Regions from separate parts of the Mus musculus genome. Here regions 1, 2, 3 and 4 are each linked to region 5. The links are chromatin contacts, called in public HiChIP or PLAC-seq, Micro-C and promoter capture Hi-C maps. All regions are on one chromosome and are shown on one strand. The core of a region is the stretch at or near the end of the contact, and the rest is flanking DNA. Distances in the headings are between cores, read along the strand shown.

Region 1 (2,700 bases), core at 13-2,512, 170 kb after region 5:
ACATTTATACCTTTCTTACCCGCTCCCTGGCATTTGTGGCGGGAAGAAGCCTCGTACTTGTACTGGAGTCCTGGTAGAGGAACGTAAATCACCGGGGGGAGTTACAGTGTCTGTAGACAGTGCATACAAGGAAACCCAAACCAATATTTCACTCTGCAGGAGGTATCTTTGCAAATCAGCAAAGTAGTGTGTGCTGCTAAATATGGAGAAAATAATTCACTGGCCTCAGGAATGCCAAACACATTGTTTCTCAATGATTGACTGCACGGATTTCTGAGGGTTTCTTTATAATCACTTGTATCCCCTTATCTAGAAAGGCAGCTTATTGCAGCTACTGCCTGCTCTACCAGGGGATTAGAACAGGTAGACATTCGATCACTTTCCCCTCTGCGGCTCCCCAGACATTACAAATATTATGTCGAGCTTCGACTGACCTGCTCTTGAACCCACGTCACTCAAAGGCTGTGCTCATTCGTGTAGTCCTGGCAATGGCCTTTTCTGTTTTTAATGCCCTATGATTTATTTTTAATGCCCTCTGTGATTCGGTGTTTCCAATAGGGTGAGTGTGTGTGTGTGTGTGTGTGTGTGTGTGTGTGTGTGTGTGTGTACACATACATACCCATACATACAAATCATACACAAAAGCATGATTCAGTGAAAACTATGAATATAAAGTATTAGCATTATAAAAGGCAATATTACACTTGAGTCACATCAAGTATTTTTACATTTTAGAGTAGCTACATTTAAAGTAAAAATGAAAAAGATGAAACCAATTATGATATGATGTAATTTAACTCAAAGTAAAAAAAATGTAAACATTCTAAATCATAACCAAACAAAGATTATTGATAAGTAAGCGGTTACCTATTTTTCTACTGCCTTCAAAATCTGTATGAACTACAAATCTCCACTAAGAGCTCCATGTGGTTACTGGCAGTCTTAATAATGCAAGTGTCCATGTGTTTTAGAAACTTGCTTTGAAATCAATCTTTAGGTAGTCTATCTGGGATTCTAGCCAAATCCTGTTTTTGCTTTTTTATTTTCTTTAATCCCCTTTATTATAACTTCTATTTTAACACAGTGGTCTTTTTTTTTTTCTTGACAAATTAACTTCCTTGTAGACATCCCTTCTCCAGTCGCATTGATCCTCTGAACTTAAGCCCATTGCTTATTTGGTGGTTCACTTAACCCTACACCCTCCATTTTCCAGAGTCTGCTCTGGAGGAATTTCAAGGTGTTACTCATACCAAAGTGGAAGTTGAATGCATTAATGATTAAACCCTGAGGCTAGCTCCTATACTGTTCCATGGGATATATGCTTTCTTGACTTAATTGAAAAATATATAAACTTTTTATTTAAAGTATTAAATATTTAGAATCTAACTATAAACTGGCTTTTGTGATATTTATAATAAGGAGCCCCGGGGCTTTTGGGTGTTAGAACAGCACAGGGAGGGCTCCCCTGCTTTAAGCACAGGCTTCCTGCACCCTCTAAATGACCTGCCCTTTGCTCGTAAATCCTTTGCCACGGTCAACACAAAGCTTTGTATTGATTTACCAGTGAACCATCTTGTCATCTCTGGGCTCAGGGCCTTTGACCTTTTATTTGTTCCTGTAAAATTATGGTGTATCTCAAACTTCTTTTCTAATAGCTGCTTTAAACTTCAAAAGGCCACGGGCTTCTGTGGGAATACATTGAACAGTTTGGTAAGACAGAAAAAGGTGATAGCAAAAACATTGTGGACAGCGAAAGGTCAGAAAAGCTCTGAGTCTGAAACAGAGATCCTATGGACGGAAGACAACTCAAAAGTTTAGTGTCAGTCTAACCTGATTTAGCTTGAGTGTCTGGGTAACTTGTGTTAAATACAGACTTATTTCATGGCAGCTCACTGGGCGACACTGGGAGCATAATTAGAGTAATTTAAACATGCATAGTCCATTTAAATGGGGTGATCACAATTTATTTGCCCTAATACTAGGATTTGAATAGTCACTTGGGTTGCATTTATATAGTCCTCTTTGTGTAACACACACACACACATACACACACACACACACCCCATACCATACAGTTTCCATTGAGTTAAGGTTCAATAGCTGGAATCTTAACAGGTAATATGCGAAACCCCTATGTCAACTTTATTTTCAACTTATCTCGTATTCTTTTTTTTAAATTAAGGAACATTTTATTTTATTAGTAAGAGGTCAATCTCAGTAGCCCTTGACTGTCCTGGAGCTTGTCCTGTAGACAAACTGGCTTTCAAATCATGGAGATCCACCAGCCTCTGCCTCCCGTGTGCTGGGATTCAAAGCATGCAACACATGCCTGGTTCTCACTAGTTTATTTATTTATCTATTTTATTTTCATATGTATTCCCCTCTCCAGTCCTCCCAGGCCCTTCCCCAACACCTCCCCCAATAGAGGTCCATTCCTTCGTTTCTCTTTCTATTTCGCATAGAATAGGGTTTCCAGGGCTATCAACCAAACACAGCATATCATGTTGCAATAAGACTCGCCACCTCCCCTTGTATTAAGGCTAAAGCAGAAAATCCAGTAAGAGAAAAAGAGTCCCAAAGCAGGACAAAGCTTCAGAGATAGCTCCTGCTCTCCCCACAGGAAGACCAAGCTGCACACCCATAACATATAAGCAGAGGGTCTAGGTCAGACCAATGCAGGCCTCTTGGTTGGTGATTCAG
Region 2 (2,700 bases), core at 96-2,595, 140 kb after region 5:
AGGCAAAGGCCACAAAATGCCTGGCTTTGAGGAAAAAAAAATCCAGTTTTTCAACTCATATTATTTTCCAAGAGATGAACAAATATGGCTCAAGTACACATAAATATCAAAGTGAATTCACCCTGAAGTCCACGTTGCTTATTGCTCTTCATCTAACAACAGTCAAAGGGTTAAACTTCATAGCCTCTATTTGTGTGTTTATTTTATTTCCATTTGTTCAGTACCCATTAAAAGTATAATATTACATTGGTAACTCTCATTAAAATGTTGAGTAACTTCTCTTATTGGATGACCATAAAACCATTTAAATGGAATTTCTACTTAAACAAGTGGAAAATATTTCTGCTTCCGTCCTTGCCTCTTTTTACTGGGTGTTTGTTGTCCATGGTCCTTGCAGAGTCATAAATAAAACCTGCCATTTTTTTTTTAAATTCCTGGTGAGGATGCATTTTCAATAGCATATAAAGGGAGAGTATAGAAAAGGGTGGCCCCAGTTAGGAAATTAGCTCATTATGGTCAAATGCAGTGAACCAAACGACTTATCCCGTTGAAGATGCTGAGCTCCTAAAAATAGTCAGACTTTTCGAAATTAGACAATAAAAGAAAAATGCGATTCCTTGTTTTTATTTGTCACTTTAGTGGCATTTTTATTATTTCCTTCAAATGTTTTAGCACCAGATATAAATGCCTCCATCCACAAGGCTAGTCCTTTCCATTGGATAGAGGGAGGACTCTTGAATGTAAAAGGAGGAGTCTGTGAGATGGATGGGGTTGGGAGCAAAGGTGGTGCTCCCATTACACCCTCTCACAACCTGAGGATGCTGACCTCAGCCCATAGGTGCTTCTGCAGCCTCTGTCTTTCATGTGTTGCTCAGAATCCTCTCATCGATATTTTTTCCCATTATTAGAGAAACAAATAAACTCATCTCTGCTGGGATTAATTTGCCCCAGCCTGAAGCAATGAGCCTCCACTGGCAGCCACTCCCGAGCTGAATAAGCAGCCTCCCTGCATCTGTTGACAATATGAAATCCTCGCAGCCGCCAATATTCATAAGGAGTGGCCCCCACGGGGCGGGGCGTAGCAGTCAATCACCAACGGAGCCCCGGCCATTTGAAGAACAGCATATAATTCCAGCTTTTTCTAAGCTATATTTAAATGAAGGCTTTTTTGCTCCCTTGGATCAGAATGTGGAGAATCTGCGTGGACCTAATTTTACTTGAAGAGACCTAGTTATAGAGCTGGTTTGGGCTGAAAATGCCTGAAGGTATTTCCAGCTGGACATGGTTCTGTCTTATGAAACCCTGACATAAATAGCTGCTCTCTAGCAGGCCAGTTCCTCCTGCTACAGATTGTGTGCCGTGATTGGAAAGGGAACTGTAAAGTTGGGGGGCTCGATGCAGGAGTCAAAGTGCTTGAGTGTTGGGAGACCAGCGGTGCGAATTAATTGGCTGTCCTTATAGTACATATCATTTAAATGCAGTACATCTTTCTTCCTGCAATGGGTCGTCACAGTTTAGGGAGTGTAACTGATCGACTCCTTCCCTTCATTAGTGAGTGTGTGCTGATGATTTGTACGACTGCTTATTTAGAGTCAGGGTTGTCTATAGCCCAATGCTCCGTTCTGCATGCCCTGGTCTTGGAAAGCTGACTTGGCAACGGTAGAATGAAGCAATGGCAGACAGACATACAGAAAAGCCAAGAGTGGATGAGCTGTGCTGGTTCTGGTGGGAGGGGAGTCGTGGGGCGGGGCATCTACTATCCAGCCCAGAGACTCTAGATCTTCATTGGGTACAACACAAGAATGAGGGCTTAGGTCGTCTGCATGGAAGAAGTCCAGGCTGTAAACTGTAAGCAGCCAGGAGAAGGTAGCTGTGGTTCATACTGATCATAGCATAAGCTCAGTTGTTCCTCACCACTCATTAGCAAGGCTGTGACATTTCTCTAAACCTTCTCCCCTGGGGAAGAGACTTTGCTATTTCCATGGGTCTTGGGTATTGAGGTCTTTGTCATGGTCTAGGACTCCACCGACTCTCCACAGCCTTGTCTGGCTTGAACTTCTTATTTTCTTAACTCCATCTTCTGAGTGCTGGCATTACAAGCATGTTTATTGCATTTTTTTAAGTGCTAAAGACTCAACCTAGAAATCCATGCATGCTAAGGAATCACTTTCCTAACTGAGCTATACCAAAAATTCCCCGTGATCTTTTATTTTACTTCGTTTTTAACCTAGGTGTGTATGGAGAGGGCGGCCAGGTACCTTTTCTTAGGAAGAGAGATTTGAGTTTGTGTGGGTACCTCACCAAGCTTTCCAAGGGTAAAAATATTCAAATATACTCCTTTGTAGTCACAAAAATACAACAGAATAGGACTGCGCTTGTTATGCAGGTGAATTTATTTGATGACACCTTAAAAAAAGATATTATGTATCGACCTTCTGATTCTAGTTTGCATAACTAGGTGAATTGATATTGCTAGAGGGATTAATGCATATAATCTAAAATGATTTTAGTATGATTTACCAGTGAAGAACAAACCGTCCCACACTGTGACTTCTGTAGTAACTCAAAGGTGTTCAGTGAACCTTCTGTAGTTTAATGGATCTAAAGCTAACATATCTAAGGTTGTATGTTATGTGTTATCCAGGGTCCTGTGAGACTTACCTGTCATCCTGGGGGAATGGCTACAGCTCACTTCTTTGC
Region 3 (2,700 bases), core at 5-2,504, 200 kb after region 5:
ATTTCCTTTCCTCGTCGCTGCATGCATCGCGTCTGCAAATGTGCTGCTAGATGTTTCCAGAACATTCCAGTGCTTAAAAACTTTAATGGCACTTCAGTTACAAACCACTTTTATTTCTATTTGTTGAACAAATAATGCACATGGATGAGATAATGATTTATTAAAGAGTGGTATGTAGACAACACGCAGTAGACACGATTCTTCCATTACCTTTGGATATGCTATCCAAGTATGGTCACTTGGTTTACATTCTTTTGTAATTCATATTTTCCAACTTAAATGCTAATAATCTAGATTTTTATTTTTGCATAAATATTTGTTGATGACAGAATGAGGATAGAATTTTAACAACAGCTAATGAAAAAAATAACATTTTGATTTTAGTTTTTGATACTAATATTCTTTGAGGATGTTTTTTAGCTTTAATTCTGTGTATGCATATGTATCTGCATGGAGGTCTGGCCATGTGAATGCCTTTGGCCGTGGAGGTCAGAACAGGGCACCAGGTCTGCAAGAACTGGAGTTATCAGATGCTTTTTAGCCATAAGACATCTGTATTGGGAATGGAGCTCGAGTACTAGGGAAGAGCATCAAGTGCCCTTAACTGCTAAGCCATGGCTGTAGGCCTGAGGTCAACTTTCTTTTAAACATGTGTTCTTTCATATAGAAATACTGAATAAATCCAGTACTGTAAGAATTTTGATTAAAAAAATGAACTATAAATCCTATATTTTCATCTTAGAATATTAAGAGTCAATTTTATAATTGAATATTTACTGAAAAAACTTTCAGCCAGACAGCTCACTTGTTAGGCATTTTCTCATCCTATCCAGAATCTATTCTATGATAATTCACCTATGAAGTTTTTGGACCAATTTTATTAGGAACACCCCTGAGTTAACACAGCACACTAAGCATATATGATGGGTGCATAGAAAAGAAGGTGAAAGCTTTCAGAACAAGATGGTAAGCAGCTCATACTTCATTAGAACAAATAATGGATTCAGCTGAGTTCTCCCCACGGTAGAATCCTACACATCCTTTGTATTTTCCTCTCCTACAAATGGGGTGTTACAAAGGAAAGCTGTGAGGATTTGTAGGGAGCAAAGAGAATTCCCAGAATGTCTGAAAACCTTGAGCACGATGCTAATCTATCACGTCATCACTTCTGGAACTCCAGGAGATAAACCGTCCCAGATGCATTCATCCATTCTCAACCAGTATTTCTTGCCACTGGGACTCATTGTGTAAGGATAGCTGTGGTCTGTCTCTCTTCCCAGCTTCCCTTGCTCTGTAGTCCCTACCAAGGTCTTCCCTCCAGACAGCGCTAAGTGAACCCCCAGGAATCATCTCACCTGTAAGATGTCAGTTAGGGAAGCATGAAAGAACACCAAGCTCCTCTTCATAGACATCTCATTGAACTGAAAACTTCCAAATTGCTCTACCTCTGGGTGACTTGATGTTTTGACATGTCTGCGTTTCTATATGTTTGCCCAGTTGGAGATCTAAAAATATATGATGAAATTTCTTTTGATCTTCTTTGTTGAACATCTGAAAAAGTTTACTTAGCATGTGGTAACAATTTTAATTTGGGAGCATGCTGATAATAAAAAGATGTTATGTGCATGCGTGCATCCACAAGTCAAAAATGAGTTCACATTTTATTTGTTCTCTGCATTGAGCTTGCCCAACTCTGTTTTAATAAACATGACTATTAAGCTTGTGGCTTTTGCTAAGTCAATGCAAAGTAAACAAAGTCTGAGTCAATCAAATTTTTGATATTATCTATGCCTGGTACCTAGTAATTTTATGGATTTCGGGCATCTGCTGTAACATGCTTATTTGACTGCTCAGTGAAAATATCATATGTAGTGCCTGTGAGCAATGTGAATAGGTAACGTGTTTTTAAAAATATTATGAATTGCTAATGAAAGTCATTTTAAGCAAAAAAAAAAAAAATCCCCAACATTATAATACAGCAATGCTATACTTTGAAAAACAATTTTTACACCCACGTCAATTTGAAAGAATATTTCCTAAATAAAGTGTTCCCTCTTTATCCTCGTGCCATATGTGAAATGTGAGGATGTGACGGGAATTTTTATACATTTCTCAGTGGTTTCATTATTTCAGGTTTTTAAACTCCTTTTTAAGAAAAAGGAAAAATTTTACATCTAGTATTTGATAGCACATTGCATTACTGTTCTCTGTTTCCTTATATCATAAAGAACATTTATTAGATTATTGGCTTTTACAACTATTTTTGAGAGCCCATGAATAGAGGACATGTGCTGAGGCACATGTGTGGAAGTGAGAGGGATGTGTGTGGGTATTGTTTCTCCCCTTCCTGTATATGGGATCAGGAGAGAAAACTTAAGTCATTGGGCTTGGCTTCAGGCACCTTTATCCACTGAACTATCTCACCTACCCAAAATAGTCAGGATACAAACAAACTGAACCACTTACTACCTCGTTGTATTTTGTGATCTCATATCAAGTATGCCTTGACTCAAAACTGAAATATTCTCTTTTTATTGGATTTTTAAAATTTACATTTCAGATTTTATCCCTGTTCCTGGTTTTCCCTTCTTAAGGTTAATTTAGTACCATTTTTCCATAGGCAAATGTTGCAATTGAGGAAGACTGAAAATTGGAAATGGTTTTTTTTTATATATATAATTGTATAGAATATTTAGTCAT
Region 4 (2,700 bases), core at 154-2,653, 230 kb after region 5:
GAGATTATGATGACATTGTCTTCAACGTGAATTCATGAGCCTGAGAGCTGAATTCCTACACTGAAAAGATGTTCAGAAAGGAACGTAGCCTAACAGATGCGGTAGCAAATGGACGGGGCTCTTAGGGAATGATTTAGCTAATTTCCCCTTGCGATTACTGCCTCACACTGTACTATACCTCTCTAGATTAATATAATTGCTTCTAAGTATTAACTTTCTGACACTGATCTAATGGAGAAAGCTATAGTGTAAGCAAACCACCTTGGTCATATCTGCCAGGCCTTTTCCAAGAGGTGCCTCCCTCACATTTCTAAACACTTTCCAAATATTTTTCAATGATTTGTTAATCCATTTTAAATTGTAAAGATTTGAGTTATCTTTGGAATCTGTTCAAGTTGTCACTGACCAAAGATAATCTAATTAGAGGCCAATGAACCTCCCTGAACTGTCTCAGTTACTCTAGTATTTACATCCAGGATTTCAATTTCTGAAACTTGGTTTTCTCTTCTGTCAAATGAATACTTGGACTGAAAAGGACCAAGCACAATAAAGCACTTTTTTTTATTGAAACCTTCTAGGATTCATGATGACAAATATAGAAACTGAGGTCACAAATATAGAAAGTGATGTATTTATTGATGTTTTACCTCGCCTATAAACTTTCAATATGTCCATCTGTTAGTTAAGCTGTAGTATGTCTTGTATTGAAAAAAAAATGTTACGGATCCAGTGGGATTGCTGAATGGATAAATGTGCTTGATGCTAAGCAAGATTTCCACAATCCAACCCCCAAATCCCCATAGATCTGAATGCTGTAAATTCATCTACGCCTTCTAGAAGTGTGTCAGGGCACACACACACACACACACACACACACACACACACACATGCATTCATTCATTCTCTCTCTCTCTCTCTCTCTCTCTCTCTCTCTCTCTCTCTCTCTCCCCTTGCTCTTTCACACTCACACACACACACACACACACACACACACACACACGTTTGGGGCATACCATCACATTTTTAGACCTTTTCAACTGTTCAAGTGAACCATCACTTCTTTCTGAGCTGTCACTCTCGACCATTTATGTCATAGTTTATCTTGCTTACAAAAAGCACAGTTATCTATGGAAAAACCACACCACAAACAGCTTCCATTGTGTTCTAACTGCAATCACATCCTTAAGACATAACAACATCTCTTCCATTTCTCCTGTAACCTAATCCAGTCAGAGGGCTCACATTCTCCATGGGGATTTAAATTTCCTTACATATAGGCTGCCTGGCTTTAAGGCTAGTGTTAGGGTTGGGGAACATGGTAGAGAATGCAGTGGGTGCAGGTAGGGGCAAGGTGGAGGGTTAGCTGAATTGTTCTTGTGGAATGAATGTAGTTTCATGATAAGCAGAGCCACAAGGACAGGGACTGTGATTTATGTTTTCTTACAAGAAGACCTTGAGTGTCTGCGTACAGGATTAAGATAAACAATGAATTAATAATACCAAACAGTGAGGTTTCCGTGTTAGGAGAAAGATAAATTTTATGTTGTGTCTTGTTTTGCACATGTATTATGGAGTCCGGTAATGAAGGATGTTAAGCATAGCTAACTAAAATTCACAGGAACTTCAAAGTCTATTCCAACGTTGAGTATGATCCGGAAGACTAAGATGTGACCAGATTAAGATGAATACAGATGGTACAGTGCCGCATCACCTTAAATGATTCAGTTAGTAGGAGTGCTCAAGGATTAAAACGTTCAAGCAGCCTGTCACTGAAGAAGCCTTGCAAAGCTGCTGGAAATGTCTTCACTAGGTCATTTGCAAACCATTAGAGAACCAACGGGGAGCTACATAGTAATTTAGGATTCCTTACGTCTCTGATTTTGTCTAAGTGCTAGTTTGCTGGTAATACTCTGTGTCAGCAGCCTGTGGGGTCCAAGGGACGGTTTAAATTGTCACTTTTTCCAGCAGCCTGCCATTATTCTTGTTAGGGACAGCCATGTGCTTTTTACTCCACAACTATGTAGGTAACACCATCATGGCCATAGAGCCTTCCAAGTATTTATATGGTTTGAAGTAATATACGTGTATGCCTCGTGTATCCTTTGTCACATGCTGAAGTGCTCGGCTATGTTGCTCCACGTTAGTTCCTGTTGGCAGCATGCTTGCTCCATCCTGGGATCTTGTGTAAATATTGGTAGTGGTCTTCAGTTTACTATTCCTGGTGCTTTGGTATGTCCTGGTTTTAATTTTATCAGCAAAAAAAAAAAAATGTAGCATTGTAAAATTTAGGATGTTGAAAGTAAATGTGATATTAAGTTCCTGCGAAGCTTCTCTTATTATCAGAAGTGGAGTCATGTATGGAATTTTAAAGAACTTGCATAAGTTACTTGGTGAGAAGGGACCATGAAATTGTCCCTTTTAACAATGTTCGCCTTTTCATTCTAAGCATTTATCATCATCATTTTTTTTCTTATATATGAAGTAGCTCATTAGCTCCTATTATTTAGGGAGTTTTAAAGGACTTCGTGGTTCAAATGCACAGGAACCAGGAAATGTTACTTCTCCATGACCTAGAAACACAAAATAAGATACACAATTGAGAAATGCTAGAATCTCATTTGTTTGGAGCCATCATCGTGTTAATGGGTCTGTGTCCTTCATCAATCTTTTGAATATTCACATGATCCTCTCTTTAATTAT
Region 5 (2,700 bases), core at 184-2,683:
AAGGAAAATTTATTTTCTCTGTTTCTCACCAAACTATCTTTTCACAGATACCAAATCAATGTATGTCTCTTAACATTTACTGCACGTTTCTTGTTTTTACTGCTGAAAAGATTCTGGTTAGAATCTTTGACTTCTTATCTTTGGCTTGTTTACTGAGTTTTCAGTCAGCTTTCTCAGGATTAAATTGTGTTTCCTTTTCAAAGGTAAGGTGCTGTTAACCAGGTTGTCTTTTCACAGACAGTTGCTCTGAGTTCACGGGCCACAGAAGCCATGACCCAAATGAGCACATGGCTCTTTGAAACTTGCAGTTTAGGTAGGCAATGCAGGCAGTCAGTTAAGGGAAACCTGGAAAAGTCCAACCGTCTACACAAAATAAATTCAAACCCTCCTCACCTGCCGTCATGCCACCGGCCATAGTTGAAGGCAGTAAGTACTCATCTTGAAGTCATAGACCATAGCTTTGAAGAGAGTAACTTATTAATAAAAGCGATAGCTGTGTCAACAACTGCAATTTGTAGAGCCTTCCGCAGATATTATATGGTTTTCATCGTGTCATAGGCAATAATAACAAAAAAGAAAACAACGAATTTGTGAAAACTTGTCTGTCAAATATCCCAGGCATGTTTCATCTCGGGCCTAATTAGCTTACTCATGAAGTAGCCCCACAGGCCCCATTTTTTTTTTCTTCAGAAGAGAGAATAAAGTTAGTATGGCCACAGGTACCTGATACCCTCGGATTTGGGGTGGCCCAGTTTTTGAGATGCTAAGAGCCCATCACTGCAAACTTTAGATTAATGTATTACCACCCATCTGTTACTCTTCTTTAACTGTTGAGTCTCTAATATCTATAAGCTACCTAGACTCTCCTGTAAACATAATGAAGTCTCCAAGACCTAAGCCTTCACTCCTTTCTACAGGACCGCCAGCAAATTCAATAAAAAGAGAATATCCATCCACTACTATATTTTAGATAATTTACACTTTCCTAAAGCCTCTTTGCTGAGAAAGCAAATAAGTTTGTTTGTTTGTTTGTTTGCTCGTTTAAAGAGAATATGGGGGGTGGTGATAGTGGTAGTGAGTGAACTTCTTTGGAAGTTTACTGCAATTCCCTAAATCGGTAAAGAAGAGGTTAAGAGGGACCTGGAGGATTTTGAAGTCTTTGGTTTGGGAGGTTCCATTTGGAGAAAGGTGCAGGGGAGCCTGAGATGGAAAGGGACCCAAAACAAGTTCTTATTCGTTGAGATTTCTGCTTCTGAGTCGTTGAAATCTCACCTGAGGGCGCAGTTGGGCGCTCCAGGCATGTGGATGGAAATATTAACACGCAGAACTTGTCTGAGCAGCGCCAGTGAGGGCCTGGCAGGGATCGAGCGTCCCCTTTAAAGGTTCCCGAGCCGGGCTGGAGAGGGAGGAAACCCGGAGCAGCAGGGACTGAGGGGGAAACCCACGAGCTGTCGAGCCGAAAGGAGGCAGCGTGAGAGCAGAAACTTCAGACGCTGCAAGCTCCCAGCGGAGCTCGGGCGAGCCTCGGCAGCATCCTCTTCCTCCTGCTCGCTCTTTCCCACCAACCCGGGGCCGCCCGGAGCAGCCTCTCCGAAGCTTCCAGGAGCAAGGAGTAAGACTAGCCACCCCGGGAAGTTTGGGCTGCAGCTTGGTTCGGAGGTGCGTTACACGCGCCCCAGTAGAAGCAGGACCCGGGACGATGCTGGGTGCTGTGCCGGGCTGGGGGCGCCCGGAAGGCGCTCGTGCATCCGCGGTCCTGTTGCTGTCCCCGGTGCCCTCCGCATCCCGCGAGTGATGGGAACAAGGGCCCGCCCAGGCAGCCGCTGTCGCCGTACCGCCCCTTCGCTCCCTCCTGGTGCGCAGAGTCACCCAGGCGCACCCCGTGAACCTAGAGACTGTTCTCCCCAGCTGCCGCCGCTACCTTGACTGCAATCTCCGCCAGAGGGGGGTGGCCTGCTACTCTCTGGCTCTCCGGTAGACGGAGGAGCACTTTTTGGGGTGCATCTCTTCCTTTGCTCTCACACCCCAACTTTGCAATCGCCGCGCAGCGGCGCCAGGGCACACGCTGTGGAGGCGCACGCCGGGAGGCTCAGCAGGACTGTGGAGGCAGGAAACCGCACAACTGCTCCTCGGTTTAGGCTCTTTGTTGTTCGCCTTGGATGAGCCTTGGAAGTGGTTGAGCCTCTTCAGAAACCCGGAGCTAGGGAAGACAAACCTTGGGCTTTTTCTTTGCAAAGGGATTGACAAGCCTCCGGAAAGGTCGACGAGAAACTGCCCTGCAAACTCTTGGCGGATTGACTCACGTTGCTTATATTAAGCCTTTGTGTGTAGGGTGTATGGTGTGTGGCTTCCATAAATTTGGAGATCTCCGCTTCTGCTCCCTTCTCTTGGCATGAGACTGTATGCAGGACCTACCCGAGGACAATGATCGCGGAGCCTGCTCGCTTTTACCTCTTTGGATTAATATGTCTCTGTTCAGGTAACCTGCGCCCTCCTTCTTCACCCTTCATCTCTTTCGCTGGTCCCCACTCCACTCTTCAGAATCGGACCCTCAACCCTGAATTGACTCTTGGCGACCTCTCCCTTCTAAGGCCAGAGGGGCTCGACCCTTCCAGAACTTCTACAGGGAAAGGTTTCTAGTTTCGCGTTTGAGGTTGTCCCCTCTGGCCTATCACCCCAAACTCTCCTGAAACCATCCCA

Evidence for each region. Promoter capture Hi-C pulls out the DNA fragments that hold promoters and counts their contacts. Hi-C and Micro-C count contacts between places; a contact is called where the count stands out from the background. HiChIP or PLAC-seq counts read pairs in DNA pulled down with a chosen protein or histone mark.
Region 1: an H3K4me3 HiChIP or PLAC-seq map of neural tube shows a contact between it and region 5, with 2.8 times the contacts expected there. The contact joins the enhancer-like site here to the promoter of Robo1 in region 5. A contact is called at or near these places in 1 of 39 promoter capture datasets (liver), 4 of 484 Hi-C or Micro-C datasets (the G1E-ER4 cell line, nephron progenitors and uterus) and 10 of 115 datasets of contacts at active chromatin or transcription factors (craniofacial prominence, differentiating embryonic stem cells, embryonic forebrain and 7 more).
Region 2: a contact with region 5 is called in a promoter capture Hi-C map of hippocampal neurons, with 3 times the contacts expected there. The contact joins the enhancer-like site here to the promoter of Robo1 in region 5. A contact is called at or near these places in 2 of 39 promoter capture datasets (hippocampal neurons and liver), 9 of 484 Hi-C or Micro-C datasets (Sertoli cells, cerebral cortex, granulosa cells and 4 more), 10 of 115 datasets of contacts at active chromatin or transcription factors (craniofacial prominence, differentiating embryonic stem cells, embryonic limb bud and 7 more) and 1 of 9 other capture datasets (pancreatic islet).
Region 3: a contact with region 5 is called in an H3K4me3 HiChIP or PLAC-seq map of stem cell-derived neural progenitor cells, with 37 read pairs. The contact joins the enhancer-like site here to the promoter of Robo1 in region 5. A contact is called at or near these places in 2 of 39 promoter capture datasets (cranial neural crest and liver), 3 of 484 Hi-C or Micro-C datasets (adipose-derived mesenchymal stem cells, nephron progenitors and uterus), 11 of 115 datasets of contacts at active chromatin or transcription factors (craniofacial prominence, embryonic forebrain, embryonic hindbrain and 8 more) and 2 of 9 other capture datasets (embryonic stem cells and pancreatic islet).
Region 4: a contact with region 5 is called in a Micro-C map of granulosa cells, with 2.2 times the contacts expected there. The contact joins the enhancer-like site here to the promoter of Robo1 in region 5. A contact is called at or near these places in 4 of 39 promoter capture datasets (cranial neural crest, frontonasal cranial neural crest, liver and 1 more), 5 of 484 Hi-C or Micro-C datasets (Sertoli cells, adipose-derived mesenchymal stem cells, granulosa cells and 2 more), 15 of 115 datasets of contacts at active chromatin or transcription factors (craniofacial prominence, differentiating embryonic stem cells, embryonic basal ganglia and 12 more) and 1 of 9 other capture datasets (embryonic stem cells).

What each region holds. Positions count from the first base shown.
Region 1 is chr16:72,829,334-72,832,033 of GRCm38.p6, forward strand. The region is part of intron 2 of Robo1 (roundabout guidance receptor 1); the gene reads left to right. Among named protein-coding and RNA genes, the nearest start is that of Gm52248, 49 kb to the right of the region's middle. Within about 2 kb of position 1,263, at least 13 of the 459 cell types and tissues checked have an H3K27ac peak or open chromatin away from gene starts, as enhancers often do. A contact at or near this core is called in liver and neural tube, where this site is marked.
Region 2 is chr16:72,799,241-72,801,940 of GRCm38.p6, forward strand. The region is part of intron 2 of Robo1 (roundabout guidance receptor 1); the gene reads left to right. Among named protein-coding and RNA genes, the nearest start is that of Gm52248, 79 kb to the right of the region's middle. Within about 2 kb of position 1,346, at least 30 of the 459 cell types and tissues checked have an H3K27ac peak or open chromatin away from gene starts, as enhancers often do. A contact at or near this core is called in cerebral cortex, hippocampal neurons, pancreatic islet and 1 more, where this site is marked.
Region 3 is chr16:72,866,842-72,869,541 of GRCm38.p6, forward strand. The region is part of intron 2 of Robo1 (roundabout guidance receptor 1); the gene reads left to right. Among named protein-coding and RNA genes, the nearest start is that of Gm52248, 12 kb to the right of the region's middle. Within about 2 kb of position 1,255, at least 6 of the 459 cell types and tissues checked have an H3K27ac peak or open chromatin away from gene starts, as enhancers often do.
Region 4 is chr16:72,889,613-72,892,312 of GRCm38.p6, forward strand. The region is part of intron 2 of Robo1 (roundabout guidance receptor 1); the gene reads left to right. Gm52248 (a long non-coding RNA gene) reads left to right here. Exons shown (of 2, transcript XR_003951923.1): 2 at 1-2,700. Among named protein-coding and RNA genes, the nearest start is that of Gm52248, 11 kb to the left of the region's middle. Within about 2 kb of position 1,404, at least 1 of the 459 cell types and tissues checked has an H3K27ac peak or open chromatin away from gene starts, as enhancers often do. A contact at or near this core is called in granulosa cells, where this site is marked.
Region 5 is chr16:72,661,716-72,664,415 of GRCm38.p6, forward strand. Robo1 (roundabout guidance receptor 1) reads left to right here and starts at 1,434. Exons shown (of 29, transcript NM_019413.2): 1 at 1,434-2,479. The coding sequence starts at 2,425. Gm29908 (a long non-coding RNA gene) reads right to left here and starts at 1,351. Exons shown (of 3, transcript XR_384961.4): 1 at 1,273-1,351.